Linked DNA regions of Sus scrofa: region 2 is linked to region 1. Evidence: chromatin contacts called from public Hi-C data. All regions are on one chromosome and are shown on one strand. The core of a region is the stretch at or near the end of the contact, and the rest is flanking DNA. Distances in the headings are between cores, read along the strand shown. Region 1 overlaps SPATA31D1 (spermatogenesis-associated protein 31D1). Region 2 has its middle 650 kb from the start of FAM205C.

Region 1 (4,481 bases), core at 306-2,805:
AAGATTGCAGGTTTCAAGGTAGTACTGGATAAAATTTGGTGTTGAGTCCTTATCTTCATACTCGAAAGAAAACAGTCCCATATTCAGTGTCCAAATTATGTGCAGACATCAAGTTTCCAAGCCTTCTGAGACAAAACACACACATACACATACACACGTGTGTACATGTAGACACACACAAAAGACAGAATTAAGGAAAAAAGAAATAATCCTGCTCTGGCCTCAGTTTCCAATTTGTAAAATGAGAAGACCAGGCTAGAAAGGTCTCAAGGTCACTTCCAGCTCTGACGTTAGCAGACAGTTCAAGTCCTGTGCATGTACTAGCCCTTTGTGGGATTAAAGACACAGGTTGCTCTCCAGCAAAACTTTAATTGCAGAGCTTTAATTAGAAAAAGAATCAAAATACTCTTTCAGATTATGTTTTTTTAATTTTATTTTTAATTGTGTTTTTATTATTTCCATTTTATTTTAAAAGAAAAGTGTGAAAGCTGCAATTTGCCAAACTGCTGCACGTTTCCTTGCCATACAACTGCCCTAGCAAGTTAACTTAAAACAATTTTCTAAAATGTATTTTTAATGAGAAACTTAGATCCCTAAAATTTGTCTTAAACATTTTTTTTTTTCCTTCAGACCTCTTATAGGGCTCTAGAGTTTCCATACCTCAGTGCCAAGAGCATGGCAAAGGAATTTGGCTCAGCTTAGTAATTACCTTGTGTTAGTCTAGCTCAAAGTTGTTTTTCTCTTAATGGCTTAAGAGAGCCATTCGAATGCTTTGATTTTAGTAATAAAAGTTCCAGTGGGCAGAGTAGGTGAATGCCCATGTAATGTTTAGCCTATTAAAAGGGCCATATCCAAGGCTTACAAAGAGTAAAGTCTTACTAGCAACTCTGAATAAGGGTAGGTCAATGTAGAAAAAGGCGTGAGAAAATAAGAGAGCTAAAGTAATTCTGGAAGTGTCCTTCTCTCCAAATAAGATCCCATGATTATAATGGACATTTGTTTTTGCCCTCTTTTGTGGCAAGAGGGAAGAATCTCTCCAAAGTCTCTCTGTGTACTTCCAGACGGCTGACTCACCCCAGGCTTCATAGTGGAGCATGTACATGCGACTACAGTTTCTCAAACTGTCTACAGTGAAGGACCATTTTGCTTCCTCTCCCACACCTCCATCCTTTGTGGGCTGGCACTTGCACAAAGTATTATAAAAATGAATTGCTGGAAAAATGGCACAGTGGCCCACAAAATACAGGCCTCAATTTTTTATTATTAGATTTAATTAATCTGTCAAATTGTAACAAAAGTTTCTAATCATCTTTAATTTCTATACTTATCTTGTTGCAGTTGATGACAAAAATATGGAAACAGCCACTGATCCATGGACCACACTTTGAGTAGCACTGGTTTAAACTAGGCCAGTAATATCCTCTGGTTCCCAGTAATTATTTTAGGGGTGTTTTTATGGCCTGAGCTGTTTCCAGTTAGTTGAATATTGGGACTTTAGTTGAGAAACTGTGGCAACAATTCTGTTTGTCCTGGCTGGATGCCATCTTGGGACTACGAGAGATGTGGCTTAAGAATGAGTCAACACCAAGAAAGCACAACCAAGAGATGGTGAGCCAGAAGCTGAATCTTCTCCTGTCTTGTGGAGAAATAGAAGCCAATAAATTAAAATGCTTTGCTTAAGGTAGAATTCATCAGGTTTTCTATTATCGGCAAAAAGAGTTCTATGTGATACAGTGATTAATCTGCATATTTCCCCCTCACTCTCAACCAGCTTGCCAGACATCTTTCCCAAACAGAGATCTGGGCATGCCATTCTTCTCATTACGAAAACCTTAGCTTCCCACTGCCTTGGTAGAAAGTTCAAGGTTCTTAAACTGTCATTCAAAGTCTTTCACAATTGAGATCCCTTCTTTTTTTAGCCTACTTTTTGGCTACTCTCATCCTCAGACACATGCCTGATGCTTTAGTGTGATCAGATATGCACTTTATATATGTTACAGGTTTGCTCATGTTTCACTTTGGCTGGATTGCATTTCCTCTTCCCACACCCTTTTCTAAGAATAGACCCTTGAGAACATAAGGCATTAATTACTTTAAAATGTTAAACATTATGCATCACCATCATTCCTGCTGATTCAAAGGCTAATTTCAAGAGTGTTGGCAGGAGGGGAAATTGATGCACCCGGAATTTGATAAAAATTGCATTTAGACCCCAAAGATGTAATTTCATAGGGAGTCTGATATGGTCTTGTTACCAGAAGTCTCAGAAAACAACAAGCTTAGACAAAGTGTAACTTTTAAGTTATTGTGAAAATGAATGAGCAAGAGATGGAAGCGTATGTCTGCACCAAAATATGTACGTAAGTATTCTTAGCAGCTTTATTCATAATAGCCAAAAGTAGAAACAACCCAAATGTTCATCAGCTGATCAATGTATAAACAAAATGTGGTATATCCACACAATGGAGTATTACTTGCCATGAAAGACATGAAGTACAGATGCATGTTATAACATGGACGAACCCTGAAAACGTTATGCTAAGTGAAAGAAGCCAAATACAAAAGGCCACATAGTGGATAGTTCCATTCATATGAATTCCAGAGTTGGCAAATCTGTAGAGAAAGTACATTAATGATAACCTAGGGCTGGGGATAATGATGAGATTGAAGGGTGAAGTCTAAGGGGACAGAGTTTCTTTTTTAGAGTGATGCAAATATTTTAAAATTGAATGTAGTGATAGATGCACAACATTGTGAATATACTAAAAGCCATTAAAAGCCACTTTTAATGGGTGAATTGTATGGTATGTGAGTTATATCTCAATAATGTGGTATTTAAAAAAATGAGTTTATAGGAGCTTTATTCATAGGTTCCAAAACTGTGAAGCAAACAAGATGTCCAAGGTGAATGGATAAATCAGCTGTGGTCCATCCAGGCAATGGACCAGTATTCAGTGCTAAAGAGATATGCGCTATTAAGCCATGAAAATACATTCAGTAACTTTAATTGCATGTTTCTAAATGAAAGAAGCCAATATTAAAAGGCTACACACTGTATGATTTCAACTATCTGATATTCTGAAAAAGGCCAAATTCTGGGGACAATAAAAAGGTGAGTGGTTTCCAGTGATTGGTGTGGAAGATGCAGTGAATAGGCAGAGCACAGAGGATTTTAGGGCAGTGAAACTACTCTGTCCAATACTGTGATGATGGATACATGCCATTATCTGTTTGTTTAAACCCATGTAAACCATGGCCTCTGGGTGACAAGGATATGTCAATGTAGGTTTGATTGTAACAAACGTCTCACTCTGATGCTAGATGTTGATAGGTGAGGTTCTGCGTGTGTGTGTGTGTGTGTGTGTGTGTGTGTGTGTGTGTGTGTGTGTGTGTAGGGCTGTTGGGGGATCAGATGGCATATGAGGACTCTATACTTCTGCTCAATTTTACTGTGAACCTTAAACTGTTCTAAAAAAAATAAAGTCTAAAGAAAGAAGAAAAGGAGGGGGAGGAAGGGGAAGAGGAAGAGGGTCAAGGGCCGAGGGGAAGAAGAGAGGAGGAGGTGATCTTACAAGGCCCATTTCAATGGGCACCAGCTCGGAAATTTTCCCTGCTCCACTCTCATCTTCTTCCTGGTAGAAGAATTAATTGCTCCTTTATCTGTATTTTTGTTGTGTTCTTATTCCTACTTTTATAGTTCATATTATTTTATTATAGTTGTTTGCAGATCTCACTTACTGGTGATGGAGGCAATGCCTTATTTTCTTGGCATTTCTAGTAGAAATACTACAAAGCAGAGGTCAATAAAAATGTGGTATATGAATGAATGATGAACACCTTAGCCACTGTTTTAAATGCATTTTTAAAGGATTTTGCCTTAAAATCTGTTGTTCTTCAGACTTTCTGATAACCTAAAAATAGCTCCCTCCATGGGACTCATCCCTGGGATAATGGTTGGGATGTGTGGCACTGAGGACATGTGACAGTCCTAAACTAATGACCTACCTCTGCTGAGTCTCCTCAAATAGCAGCATGTTATGCTAGCGGAGCTTTTGGAAAATACTCCTCCTGGGGGAGACCATAAGTGCAGCGTGAAATCCGGGATCAGACTTCTGCGTGGTGATGAAGGTCACCTGGGAAGAAGTCATTGGGTGGTGAGGAGATCTCACTCTCCTAAAAGCTACCACCACCACCTCGGGATGGCTGCCTGAAATGCTCTGGTGAGAGCCTTATTACCAGGCTTTGGGGTTGGATATATGTAAAACGTGTGAAATGTGTTCCAGGGAGGGATGACATTTTCAACTTTTATTATTCCTTTATACCTTTCTGAGAGTCGTATGCAATAGAGTTCTTGAAAGCAGAGTTTAAGAGGGCAATAGGGAAAACCTATCATGACACTGGTGCTAAGAATGAAAAGGAGGGGAGTGTCTGTTGTGGCTCACGGGTTAGTAAACCCGACTAGCATCCATGAGGACACAGGT
Region 2 (4,253 bases), core at 443-2,942, 490 kb after region 1:
AAAAATTTTAAACTAACTTCTTTTTTAAAAGTTAAGATTCCATGGGTAATTTATGTTATATACAGAATAGAAGTGACAAAATGACTTCTTTTTTAAAAGTTAAGATTCCATGGGTAATTTATGTTATATACAGAATAGAAGTGTATGCTTAGTTTTCTCAAAGCAAGGCATCCATATTTTTAAATTTATTTATTTGGTCTTTTTTTTTTGGGGGGGCTGCACCTGTGGCAAGTGGAAATTCCCAGGCTAGGGGTTGAATCAGAGCTGTAGCCACTGGCCTACTCCACAGCAACACCAGATCCAAGCCTCATCTGCGACCTAGGCAACACTGGGTCCTTAACCCACTGAGTGAGGACAGGGATTGAACCTGTGTCCTCATGGATGCTAGTTAGATTTATTGTTGAGCTATGATGGCAACTCCTATATTTTAAATATATACCTGAATTGCATTTGTTCCATTAATGTCAGTCACTCAATGAATATTTATTTAGCACCTACTGTGTACCTACCACTCTGCCATGTGCTGGAGAAGCCTTGTGTGTGTGTGTGTGTGTGTGTGTGTGTGTGTGTGTGTGTAGTGTATACATATATATACACACAGAGAAATTAAGTTATAGATTTGTAACCAGAAACTCATTGAAATAATAAAAATTCTTTGGTCTCCCAGCAGTCTATCAGTCCTTGGGAAGCTATTAACTACATATGAAACTGAGCTCTCCTGGGCACCGTTAGCAACACAGTCTATCCTCGATCGCAATCTTTAGTCCGCCCAGTTGATTCCCGTATTTAAATTCAGTTCCATAGCTGGATAGTCCCAATATTTTCATTTTAAAGTCCACTCTGCAACTTTAAAGTCAGCAGCATATTGAGAACATTGTTCCAAGCAGAAAAATGCATATTCAGATCTTTAAATTTTTTTACTACTTATAGGCTGCATAGGAAAATTAAGGATAAATGAACTAAGACATTTGGTGAAGAGCATTTCTATACAGTTTAGCAATCACTTCTCTGTGAGTCCAGGACCATATGCTTTTGAAAATCCTTCAACAGTTAAGTAATACCAAGAAATCAGCCCCCCTCAAGCAATAAATTACTTTGATATTCACCACAACACAACAACAAACTGGCTGTCAAGTTTGGCAACCATTTGAAAAGAGGCGGGCTTCCTCTCTGAACTCTGAATGGAAACATTATTTTTCCTCCACTAGAAGCCATCATCACTCTTTCACCATAAGGAAGGTCACACCATCTTTCACAAAAGATTTGCCTGCTTGTAATTACTGCCTGCAGCGTACAGACAAATGCAATTTTTTAAAATGCTAACTGTGTTATACTTATACCCGAGGGATCCAGGGTACAAATGTAACGCGGCCTCACCAGTTTGTCTTAGTGAGACCTTACAGTGCTGATTGAAAACAGCTGAACTAAATCAACAGTTACCTTGAGCCAGGGGCCTTTGGAGAGCAATTAGAGTCAAGGCTTGGGTTTTGAACCCAATATGCTCTGTCAGTCTCAATGATTTGTGTTTGTTGTACTCAGTCTCATTTCCTGCATGAAATATGAGGCTGTATAAAGAGGAAAAATTCCCAAGATTAAAAAATATTTGACCTCAGTGCATTTGTGAGCATAGAAGTACACATGTCTAAATGACCATTTGGGTTTGTAGTACAAAGTTCTATTGATGTTGGCAGCCCGAGCTTCCCAGTCTCAAAGCCACATGAATGGTTTCGAGTTTCAGCCAAAAAATGTTTTCCACATGCTTTAGTGTGGGCCAATTTACACAGTAGATTTTGTGGAGACTGTGGCCAAGTGCTTCATAAAGGGCTGCCTTCTCTGGGATCAGGGAAACCACAACAGACACATTGCTAATGCAATCTAATTATCTGCTTGAATATTTTTCCAGATGTATCCAATGTCTAAAAATACTGCAATAAAAAAGGTATTATTTGGCTCTCTCGACTGAAACAGTGGCATAAAGAACCTGTTTGTCTAGAGGGAAAGTTATGACATTATACTTCTATGACTGCATTTAAATCAGTCAAACAAAACAGTACCCACAGGGTGGGCCTTGCTTTCTGTTTCAGTGAGTCTTCCAAACTGAGACGTTAGTGTAAGAGATCATTCCTTTATGTAAAGGGGTGACCTTCTCACTTATAAGTTAATTCCTCTCATTTGTGGTTTCCTAATTTGATTGAGGTTGGTTAGTGTAATTCATGACAAAGAGATCCCATGCTTTTTCCACGAAGCTTCATTGTATGCCTCACTCAACAGGACAGCAGACCATTTCCTTCCTGTCAGGAGAAAAAAAATCTTTTGACTAATAAGCTGAGATTTTTACCCTCTCCCCATAGAAATACTGGCTGTTCCCTTTTGTTTTCCTTCGGCAGAATTTATTTTTGTACAGCAAGCCCCATACTTCAGCCTAGTTTCCTTTGTATCATTTGGATCTCAGCTAGTCCAGCAGATACATGATGTTATGCCAGGTTATTGTTCAAGTTGTTGGCAACAGTGCTCGCTCCTAACACATCCAACTGCCTAGGAGAACACGAGCACATTCAGTAGGAATTTGTTGAACTAAATGAGAGGTCGGTTTTACCAACCTGTGTCTTTTTGTACCTTTGTTTTAACAAAGACTTTAAAATGTGCCATTAAATGCCAAACAAAAATACCCAAGGGGAGACAACACACACATTTTTCCAAGAAACTGAAAAACATGAAAAATTTTTTTCTTTGCCCTATCTTTCAAGCCTCCTTCTAGCAAGAAGAGTTGAAGGGAAGGTGCATTCTGCATTACACCTTTCAGGAAGCAATAAATCACAGGCAAGCATACCTTCAAAGCTTTAACTGGTCTCAATCACAACCACAAAACCACTGTGCCAGCTTCTCTAATTCCCAGGCTGCACTGCTGAGTGAGCAGAAATACCCAACCTGGAGATACCTTTAGGTAGTAATAGTGAAGTCGTGGCTGAAGCTAAAGAAAACTGAGTGCCAAGAACTTCTGTGAGCTAAAGATGAGCAAGCAACCCCCTGCCCCCCAGCCTGGATCATTCTGTTTTCCTAAATTGAGTTATTCTCCTTGCAATGAGAGTTCTCCCTGATCGATCTGACTCTATTGTTTTTTGCTGTTTTTTTTTTTGTTTGTTTTTTTTTTTTTTTTGAAATCTTGAAACCAGATCTTCATTCACTCCATTGTTGGTTTTTTCTTTTTTCTTTTTCTTTTTCCCCTCAGCTGGAATATGGTTTCAAAATCTGTTCATAGTTCCCTAAAAGATATCCTTGGGGAGTGAGGTCACTTGGATTTTCCAGTTAGAAAAAATAAATGGTTTCATTCCTCTGGCAATCCTTTTTCGCTATGTGACACCCCTCCCATAGCAATGTATGATTATCATATTTCCATGTATCATCAGGATGTACCATCAGGATGGGGGCAGGCAAGTGTTCGCATGAGAGGCTAATCACTTTGGCAAATAGATAATATTTTATTTAAAAGGGGATTGTGTTTCAAATGTATATTTATAAATCAGTTGTTTGAAATTCAGTCTGGGCTTTATGTAGAAGGAGTGTTATAAATGGGAGATAGGTTCTCACACAGATTTTTTAACTCATAATGAAACCTATAATATATTTAAAGTATTTTCTTAGATAAAACACCTCTGTCTTGTTAAAAAATAATTAGATAAGACAATTTAGGTGATACGAACTTTACTTAACACTTCATGAAGCGGATACTCTCCTTCTGGAGAAGTGCAAAATGGGGTGGAAGGCAAGAGGCTTTAGTAGGATAAAGATAAGGAACAAAGAGAGACAAATAGAAAATATCTGATTGTCTGGGGCCACATAGTCAACCTCATTTGGGGTGAGAAGGCAAAGAGTTGGTTTGGGATTTGATGATCGCCTGACTGGATATACTGCATTTCTGGTCAAGAGGAGCATTTACAGAAGCATGAAAGTTATCCAAGTTCTGGTTTGCTGATGTAGCACTCTAGGCAAGAACAGCTCCACCTCTGGTCTAGAAAGTTATTTCAACAGTTTTAAGATGGAAACCTGAATCCCATTTATGTGGGAGTCTAGGAGCATGAAACCAAAGAATAAAGGAATGAGAAGGGGAAGAAAAAGTTTCACCCTGCATTACTGGTACAGTTATCCCAAGAAACATTTTGGGAGAGACTAAGTTGATTTAGCACCCTGTTCTAGAAACTCATCTATAATTTTCTCTCACCTTCTCACAATCATTTTTCAGGTCCTAGTTGTTT

What was found. A called contact is a pair of places that touch in the nucleus more often than the background predicts.
Region 2: a contact with region 1 is called in a Hi-C map of liver, with 7 times the contacts expected there. The contact joins two enhancer-like sites. A contact is called at or near these places in 2 of 47 Hi-C or Micro-C datasets (liver and skeletal muscle).

The regions. Positions count from the first base shown.
Region 1 is chr1:234,547,791-234,552,271 of Sscrofa11.1, forward strand. All of the region lies in intron 3 of SPATA31D1 (spermatogenesis-associated protein 31D1), which reads left to right. Among named protein-coding and RNA genes, the nearest start is that of SPATA31D1, 180 kb to the left of the region's middle. Within about 2 kb of position 1,556, at least 5 of the 83 cell types and tissues checked have an H3K27ac peak or open chromatin away from gene starts, as enhancers often do. A contact at or near this core is called in liver, where this site is marked.
Region 2 is chr1:235,032,724-235,036,976 of Sscrofa11.1, forward strand. No RefSeq gene overlaps it. Among named protein-coding and RNA genes, the nearest start is that of FAM205C, 650 kb to the right of the region's middle. Within about 2 kb of position 1,693, at least 20 of the 83 cell types and tissues checked have an H3K27ac peak or open chromatin away from gene starts, as enhancers often do. A contact at or near this core is called in liver, where this site is marked.